Linked DNA regions of Sus scrofa: region 1 is linked to region 2. The links are chromatin contacts, called in public Hi-C maps. All regions are on one chromosome and are shown on one strand. Each heading gives the region's core, a stretch centred on a gene start, on an enhancer-like site or on the middle of the called end of the contact. The rest is flanking DNA. Distances are from core to core; before and after follow the strand shown.

What was found. A called contact is a pair of places that touch in the nucleus more often than the background predicts.
Region 1: a contact with region 2 is called in a Hi-C map of skeletal muscle, with 2.7 times the contacts expected there. The contact joins two enhancer-like sites. A contact is called at or near these places in 1 of 5 promoter capture datasets (liver), 3 of 47 Hi-C or Micro-C datasets (liver and skeletal muscle) and 1 of 2 datasets of contacts at active chromatin or transcription factors (skeletal muscle).

What each region holds. Positions count from the first base shown.
Region 1 is chr2:43,391,777-43,396,179 of Sscrofa11.1, reverse strand. No RefSeq gene overlaps it. Among named protein-coding and RNA genes, the nearest start is that of INSC, 620 kb to the left of the region's middle. Within about 2 kb of position 1,354, at least 5 of the 83 cell types and tissues checked have an H3K27ac peak or open chromatin away from gene starts, as enhancers often do. A contact at or near this core is called in skeletal muscle, where this site is marked.
Region 2 is chr2:43,328,012-43,332,755 of Sscrofa11.1, reverse strand. No RefSeq gene overlaps it. Among named protein-coding and RNA genes, the nearest start is that of INSC, 680 kb to the left of the region's middle. Within about 2 kb of position 2,990, at least 2 of the 83 cell types and tissues checked have an H3K27ac peak or open chromatin away from gene starts, as enhancers often do. A contact at or near this core is called in skeletal muscle, where this site is marked.

The sequences.
Region 1 (4,403 bases), core at 105-2,604, 65 kb before region 2:
TGCTTATTCCTGACTTTGAGGGCAGATGTGACCACGCTTGGCTCTTTGATTTTTGAGGGGGTAGATAAAGTTGGGGACTGGAGCCACTTTCCTATTACATAACACGATCATTCCCTTAACTAAAAAAGTGGGGGAGGGGGAGGTGCACAGTTTCCAATTCAAGTGCTTTTCAAAAAATAGGGGAAAAACATAGTTAAAAAATTTGAAGAAAGAATGCCTCCCTAAACGTGAAATTGTTCAGAAATAGGTATTTGTAATAGGATTCAAAGTGCTCATGACAGCTACTACTTACACTGTTTAAAAAGTTGCAATTAGTACCAAAAGGCTTGGATGAAGAAAACATCATATCATAGGCATATTTATAAAACAACTTCCATCAGCCAAAGGAAAAATGGACAGAACTCTATTACAAGCTTTTTATATTTGAAGAGCAATTTCTAATAATATATCTAGAAGCCATTTCTGAAATTGACTTAGTGTGCATGATCTGGGATTAATGTTTTTTGCAAAATCACATGCTCATTTGAACGTAAACATTTTGCACTTCCGTTCCACCTCCTGGTTCAGAAGAATGCAACACCAATGTGTAAAATGATCTATCAAAATTAATTGTGAATGCCCTAATCCAATCAAGTCCACCTCATTAGGCAAACATTTAAATTATTAAGTTAAATAGTAGGATATTTCAATATCATCTTGTTATGCTATTTTTATGGCGGTGCAAATGCTGTCTACAGATGGGCTCAGCTTCCTGGACTTGCCACTATTGTTGAGGCACTTATCACCTCCGCTGGCAGGTTTCACACCTGTGTGACCTTGGTCCAGCCACAAACACTCACTCCCTCATAATTACTGTTGGAGCACCTACTATGTGCTAAAATTTGAAAGCCAGAGAAGACCTGCAGGATTAGCTCGTCACTTCTTTTCGAAGACATAGAAACTGAAGTTCTGAGAGCTTGGATCCTTTTTCATGGATCACTCAGCAAATTTGTAGCAGAGCAGCATGGAGAATCATGGCTTCCTGACTGCATCCATCTCTCTGCTTTCTTTTTCACTCTTCTAAATTGGTTTCCTGTTCATCTCCCTCTCTGCTTTAATTGAAGTAGAAATATAGAAATAAAATAGATCAGGTCCATGTTGGACATATTTTGAATAATGAGTCTTTTGCAAAATGACACTTTTATCCCACCCCCACCCCCACCCCATACCACACAAGATACACTCCCAACCTGGTTGTTCTTCTCAGGGCTTTAAATAGCTTGTCCTTTCCAAATTCCTCCAGCCAGCAAACAGCTATTCATCATTCTATATTTCCTTGAAGGCCAGCCCAACAGAGACATGTTTGGAAGAAATAAGATCTGGATGTCTCAGATTCCAGCCCCCAAATTAGTCTCTGGGTATGTGTATGTTGCAGGGAGGAAGAAGAAAGAGGAAACAGATAGGAACTAAAGCAGGCCTGAGGTCCAGGCATCACTCTGCCTATACTGGGATCCGGAAAATTACGTAGTCCTGTCCTCACCAGAACCCCCACTCCCTTTCCCCTCAGGGAGTGTGATCATGATGTCTGAAGATTTCACCCCAATTCTGGATGCAGATCTAGGGGACCTCTAGATGCTACCCTATTCTTTGCCATAAAGTGAAATGAAGAATTTCCCTGTGAACCCTTTTTGGTGTTTGGCTCAAATATGCACCCAGTTCTCTTTTCCTTATCCTCGGGGCGTGACTGAGGCAGGGAAAGAACTACCAAAGACATTTCCAAGGGAAACAGAACAGAGAGGGCCAATGGATCTGGATAATCCACACTGCTGAGTTTAGCTAGTGGGTTGTCTGATCCAGGCACCAGAGTTTCATTACAACCTTCATGAGTCCTGGTTGGCACTTTTGTCTCCATGGGCAATTTCCTCCATAAAATCTTTAAAAATTAAAAAAAAATCTTAAAACTACATTAATATAAAGAGGAATATATTAATATTATGAAATGACATTTCTTTCAACCTAAATTTTTTTTTTCCTCCTGATGTTAAAGGAATTTAAAATGTTTCTGTGAGTCCCTCCCTAAAGGTACCAGGGGCGCCGGGCACTGAGCCTACTGTTAATGGATAAATGCGCGCTGTCAGGCCCAAGAGCGTGAAGCTCAGGGAGAAAAGTCTCCCACTCTGCCTCCATTTGGTGGATGGACATCAATTCCAACAGCCTGGAAATATCTAGTTTCTCTGGATGCGGGCAAGAGGAAAGAGCTTTATCTCCTGTCCTCTCATTTCCTATTTCCTATCTGAGCACAAATTGAAAATTATTGGTGTAGGAAGAGGTCACCGTCTTTAATATCAATCAAGCTTAGGCTCTCCAAGGTTATCTTTGGAGGAAAACCACCTTTGTTCCTTGTCCTCTCAGTTTGATTCCTTTTGCCACCATCACAACCGTCCTCCGTAAAGACACATTGTTCACATGTTAAAATGCAGCTCAGTCAGGGTTAGAATCATCAAAAGACCTTCCCAAGGGGAAGTAAACACAGAGAATACTGTGAATTCATGATTCAAAAGGGCCCATAAGAACAGATGTTGGCAGCTATGACTCAGCAGAGGGACCTGGGTAGCCTTTGTTTAAAGAGCTGTAAAATTGGAAACTAATGCACCACTGGTGGGAGTATAGGTTGGTGCAACCCCTTTGCCAAAGCCCTGGCAGTATCAGCTAAGGTTGTCACATGACCCAACTTTTCTGTGCCTAAGTACTATATTGAACCAGATGAAATTGCCAACATTTGGCTGTTTTTGATCTACAAAAATGGCAAGTTAATTTGATTTGATCTAACACATAACCAAAAGAAATGCATTTGTCAAAAGCCACGTTTAAGATTGGTAGAGGAGCACTGTTCCTAGTAATTAAGCACTGGACATGCACAAAAACCCGTCAACCATAGCTTGGATTAAAAAAATATATGGTTTATTCATAGAAGAGTGCATGCAGTAAGGATAAATAAATTACAACTATCTATAACATCTTGGATGGCGCTCACAAACAGTGATGACTGAAAGAAGTCAAACGCAAAAGGGTATATATTGTATGATTCCATTTATATAAAATTCAGGTGCAAACACTACTAGCCCAGTTTGTTAGAAGTCAGAAAGGGGTTACCCTAGCCAAAGGAGACTATATGTTGACCTGAAACACATGTAAGGAACACTTTCTTGATCTGAGGATCAGTTTCATGGGTGTGTATACTTTGAGAAAATTCCCCAAGCTACATGAATTGCCTATGTACATTTTCCTTTCTTAAAAAGTTTCACTAAAAAAAAAAAGTAAGCTGCAGAAGGACTCAGGCAGCTGTTGGCACAGAGACACCAGCTGGCTCCAGGGGCGCCTGCACTCTGCCCTCCAGTTCTTGTTTGTGCCTTAGCAGATTTTTTGACCATTACTTAATATAAGCTTTGTGCCAACCACTCTCAGGCTTTATCTCACTTAATCCCCAGCTCAAAATTGAGGTGGATCCTATTATTTTTTTAATTTGAAATGTTTTTATATTGAAGCATAGTTGATTTATAATATTGTGTTAATTTCAGGGGTACATCAAAAATTCAGTTACATTTATTTTTTCAGATTCTTTTCCATTATAAATTATTGCAAGATATTGAATATAGTTCCTTATGCTATATGGTAAATTCTTGTTATTTTTCTATTTTATATGCAGTAGTTTGTGTCTGTTAATCTCATACTCCTAATGTATTTCTCCTTCCCTTTCCCGTTCAGTAACCATAAGTTTGTTTTCTGTGCTTGTGAGTTTCTATTTTGTAAATATATTCCTTTGTATTATATTTTAGATGCCACACATAAGTGATTTCATATAATATTTGTCTTTGTCTGACTTACTTCACTCAGTATGACATTCTCTAGGTCCATCTGTGTTGCTGGAGATAGCAATATTTCATTCTTTTGTATGAGTAATATTCCACTATATATGTACCACATCTTTTTTATCCATCCGTCAGTGGACAGTTATGTTGCACCCATGTCTTGGATATTGTAAATATCGCTGCTATGAACATTGAGGTGCATGTATCTTTTAGAAATAGAGTTTTCTTCTTTTCTGGACATAGCCCCAGGAGAGGGATTGCTAGATTATATAGTAGCTCTATTTTTAGTTTTTAAAGGAACCTGGGTACTATTTTCCATAGTCGTCGTACCAATTTATATTTGAGGTGGATCCTATTATTATCCCTATCTGATGGATGGATAAACTAAGGAAACTGATGCTTGGAGAGGCTAATAACTTGCCTAAATGCACACAGCTGAGAGTGAAAAACCAGAAACATGCCAAGATCATGTTTCTCGCAAGCCCTCACTCTTAATGTCCACACTCCAGAATCAAAGTAATTGGGATCACCCTAGACCACCAAACTCTCCTTGAT
Region 2 (4,744 bases), core at 1,741-4,240:
CGAGTCTGAAGCAGAGATAATGCAACAACCTGAAGATGATGTGCAAGAAATCAGTGCTTATGTTTTTTATGTTCTGTGATTCTGTACTTTTTTTTTTTTTTTTGCGCAGCAAAACTGACTAATACTGTCTTTAAGGCTCAGTGCTCAATATGACCATACCTATACTCTCTGGCCTCCTCTCCCTCCAACACACCTAAGTCCTTTGTTCCCAAGCCCACTGTGTGAGGTACTCCCTCTGTCTGGACTTGTCTTCCTCACCTTATTGTTCAAAGCCAGGGTCAGATTTTCACCTTTTTTCATGATACCCGTCTTAATCTCCACTCCCAAAATAAAAATAAATGAATAAAGACAGTGATAACAGTAACACTTTTATAATAAATTGCTAATCCATTCACTAAGTATTGATTGGGCACCTGCTCCAAGCAGATCTATGCTCTTCTCCCTGTGTGGCCCCCAAGCTCTTTATCCAGATCCGTCTCAGGGTCAACACCCGGCATTGCCATCCGCTGTTTAGGAGGCCTGCTCTCCCAGAACCATTGCTTCTTCCAGGGTGAAGGCTGTCTCTTTCATCTCCTTGTCTGGTATGAGGATAAACACAAAGTAAACGGCAGTTGAATGCAATCTCCTTGTGAATAGTAGCTGACAGCATATGTGGCCAGTTCCCTGAATGAGAGAAAGAGGCCAGAGGGTCCCACAGCTGGGGCTGATGCTGCTCCCACCTGCAGCCTGGCCCGGCCTCGAGTCCAAACCAAATCTGACCAGGGCAGGAAGTCCTTAAGCATCTTCAGAATATAATCCAACAGGGCTTAGTGTTGAATCACCCTGTTTATTGGCCTCATGGGTGAGTCATTTCCCCAGCCCTGAGTTCAGGATTTTTCTGGGTCGCCTCTCCACTGGCCCAACCTGGAAGGTCATCTATATGATCACCAAGCTTCTGGGCTGCCTCCCTCAAACCTTCCACCAGCTAAGGCACCTCCACATAAAGCTGGGCCTTCTTACTCAGTGCTCCCTGCACAGGACTGGCCTGCCTGGTTCCAAGTTCTGACAGCGTCTCCAGTCTAGGTTCCTCTAAGGAGGGATTCAGCTGTGGTTTTGCTGGTCCCTTCTCCTGTTACTATAGTTCTGCCCTTGGAACCCAGCTCGTTTCTGGGGCCTGCTCCCCTGACTGAGAAAGTGAGTATGAAATCCCCACTAGAATTTAGTGACTGCAGCCACCACTAAATACTCAGGTCTTTGGAGACAGAGAGTTCATCCCAAAATACAGATAGGATCATATTTTACATGCCACTGAAAAAAATATTGAGTGAATAAATGGAAGGATGAATGCCCAGCCTCCGAGCTCACCATCCAAAGGATAAGGGAACTAGAGTGAACACAGTATTTTATTTTATTTTGTCTTTTTTTTTTTTTTTGCCTTTTCTAGGGCCACTCCCATGGCATATGGAGGTTCCCAGGCTAGGGGTCCAATCGGAGCTGTAGCTGCTGGCCTATACCACAGCCACAGCAACAGGGGATCCAAGCCGTATCTGCGACCTACACCACAGCTCACAGCAATGCCAGATCCTTAACCCACTGAGCAAGGCCAGGGATCGAACCCGCAACCTCGTGGTTCCTAGTCAGATTCGTTACCCACTGCACCATGACGGGAACACCGTGAACACAGTATTTTAGATCTCAGACTAAAACCGCATTTCTACCTCTCTTATTCTTCACTTGATCTAACCAGCACTTCTTGCTGATCCTAACAGTTCCCAACTCAGCCTAAGTCCTCCTCCATCACACTTCCCCCAATTGCCAACCTACACCTATTTTCCTGCCTCCACTATTTCTGCCAGTCTCTTCTGGCACAAGGCTTGTATGGCTGGATGTGACAATGTTGAGACATGTCTCCATCTGGTAAGCTCTGGGACCCTAGTCCTTAGGTTCTGCCTTTACTGGCAGCCTCTGGTAAAATACCCCAGCTATTTATAGGGTGTCTCCAGAGCTCAACTCTGTACCCCTTGCCCTTCTCTAAACCGTGATGCAGGGTTGGTTGATGGAAAGGGACTGAGTGAGGCTTTGATGAATCTCAGCATTTCCCCATTGCTGTCTAATTCTCTGATGAGCAGCCCTGCCTCGTTGCTGAATTCTGATGGGGCACAGAAATAAAGTCCAGAAATCCTGCAGGTCCCTCCCTGGGCTGCAGGTCTCTGGTCCTCACAAGACTGGAAGCAAATGATTCTGCTAAGAACCCTCACTATGAGACCCTGCCACATCTGGAGAGGATGAGAGGTTGGAGACCCTCCCCTACGTCGATCAAGAGGAAGGTGCCTTCCAGAGGGAGTGTAGAACGTCAGACATGGCAGTGAGGGCTTCAGAGCGACACCAAGGGATGGACTGCATGGTAGCATATTCCTTTGCTCCAGAAACAGCTCTGGCTTTTTCAGCTACACTCAGATCCAGTTAGCTGCTGAGGACACCTCAGCCTAGGGAGCTCACCAGGGGTTGGAAGGATGCCCTTAGGAAACACAGTCCTGGAAGAGGAGAGGGCAGCTTGTGCTGCTCGGAATCACATAGTCTCAGAATCTTGAAACCAAAAGGGCCAGAGATACATTGCTGTCCAGCCAGCCCTCTATGACTCCTCTGATGAAAGGCTATCCTATATTAGAACACCTCAGGCCACAGAGCCCTCACTGCCCCACAAAGCTACATATTTCTTCTTCACCCATTCTCTTCTACCTTAAACTGAGCTGAAACCTGCCTCCCTGTGAGATAAAGTGTCACATATCCCTCAGCTCCTCCGTCTGAGCTCCTGGGATGCCCCAGCTTTGGGGACATTTACTAATCTCCCAGTTTAATACACACTTCTAAAGTGGCCAGAATTCTATTTCTCTTTAAAGGTCTCTCTGAGGCTCAGAAGAGTGTCAGAAAAGAAGATAAAGTTGTGAGTTGGGTCATTGGAACATCCTGATGTCTTCAAGGTGTTTATTTATAGCCCTGCTGTAAAGAGAAGCATCACCCCAGCCTTAGCTTGCAGGTTCCCTCCCACTCTGGGGTCAGGGTAGGACAGGACATGTGGCAGCTGAGGGCAGCTGCCACCCCACCACCTGTGCGCCCCCCCACGCCTGTGCACACATTTTTTATCCCTAACACCCCTTTGCCACTGGGACTGCCTTTTTTTAACATGCAAATTTCGCATAAAATCCTTCAAATGAAAACAGGTACTTTTCATTTTCCTCCCATAAACAGACACTTTCTAAATATTTAGACATCTGTATATAATGCCCTTAAACTGTTTGTTCTAAAGCATAAATAGGTATCTCCGTGTTTGAGTTAGTGTCTGATATGTTTCTCATTTAAGGAGAAAACATAAAAAATAATTGGAATAACTACAGCCAGGAACAATGCTTACACAGCATGTCAGTGTCTTTTATTGTGTCTTAAAGTAAAAGCTTCAGTCCTAGGAGTCTTTTCTTCTCTATCAAACAAAAGCACAGCTCTTGCTTTTAACCCTTCACAGGACTCGACTGCCTCAGGCAAGGGGGACCAGCAAAGGACCCATTTTTTTAGGGCCTGATTTGCTATCTAGTTGCAGTCATAATGCTTAGGGGGCAGTACACTGACTCCTCATCCTCAACTTTTCATTAAGCGAATGAATTCCCTTTTTATTCCTAAGGAGGGGAAAGTCTCATCCCCTTCCCCAGCCCCTAATTGCCTCTCAAGGCCCAGATGAAATGAGGAAGAATGACTCCAGCACTTAGATCTGCCCTTCTGAGTTCTCTGGAATCTAGCTGAAGGGTCTGTGATCATCCATCCACCTCTACCAGAACTGGGTGGGAAATACAATTCAGAGGGGGGAGAATTAGGGAACCAGTGTGGATACAGGTCTAAGTTATTTCCTCCAATCAGCTTTATACTAATTTTTTAGACTCCATCTCTCTTTTTCTAGTTGCTTTCTTAGATGATCCAACCTACAGTATGAAGTCAGGTGAAGTTAGTGTTACCCTCAAATCCTTACTATCAAATGTGATGTTCCAAGCATTCGAAGCTCCCCTCTGTACACACAGATGAAACCTTGTATTTTTACTGCATTCTTAAAATGGAGCTTATACAAGATACTAATTAATGAATGGTGTTCCAGTGGATCTAATTCAGCCTTCACTGGATTGTCTTCAATAACTCTGCCAAACTGTTATCTAGCCTTGCTTGGACCTCTTGGTGATGGGGCAGTCTCTCTTTTAGGAGATAGCCTCTTTCATTGCTAGACAGCTCTGACTGCTAGAACTTCTTTTTTTCATAAATAGGCTGAAATTTCCTGTAATATCCACCCCTTGGCCCTGCTATGGACTGAACTGCATCCCTACCAGATTGATATGTTGAAGCCTTACCTTCTAATGTGATGATATTTGGAGATGGGTTAGATGAGCTCATGAGGGTGGGGCCCTCATGATGGGATTAGCGCCTTTATATGAAGAGATACTAGAGAGCTTGCTCCTTCCTCAGAGGCACAAAGAAGAAGTCATGTGAGGACACAGAGAGATGGTGTCACCTACAGGGCAAGAGAGGAGGCCTCAGGAATAAAACTTACCTTATTGGCACCTTGATCATGGATTTCTAAGCCTCTGGAACTTCGATTTCTATTGTTTAGGCTTCAGCAATGTGGCGTGGCCTCCAGTCTGTGGTATTTTGTTAGAGGAATTTGAACAGATGAGGACAGGTCCTGTTTATTCATTCTTTCACTTAGCAAACATACAATGAAACCCTA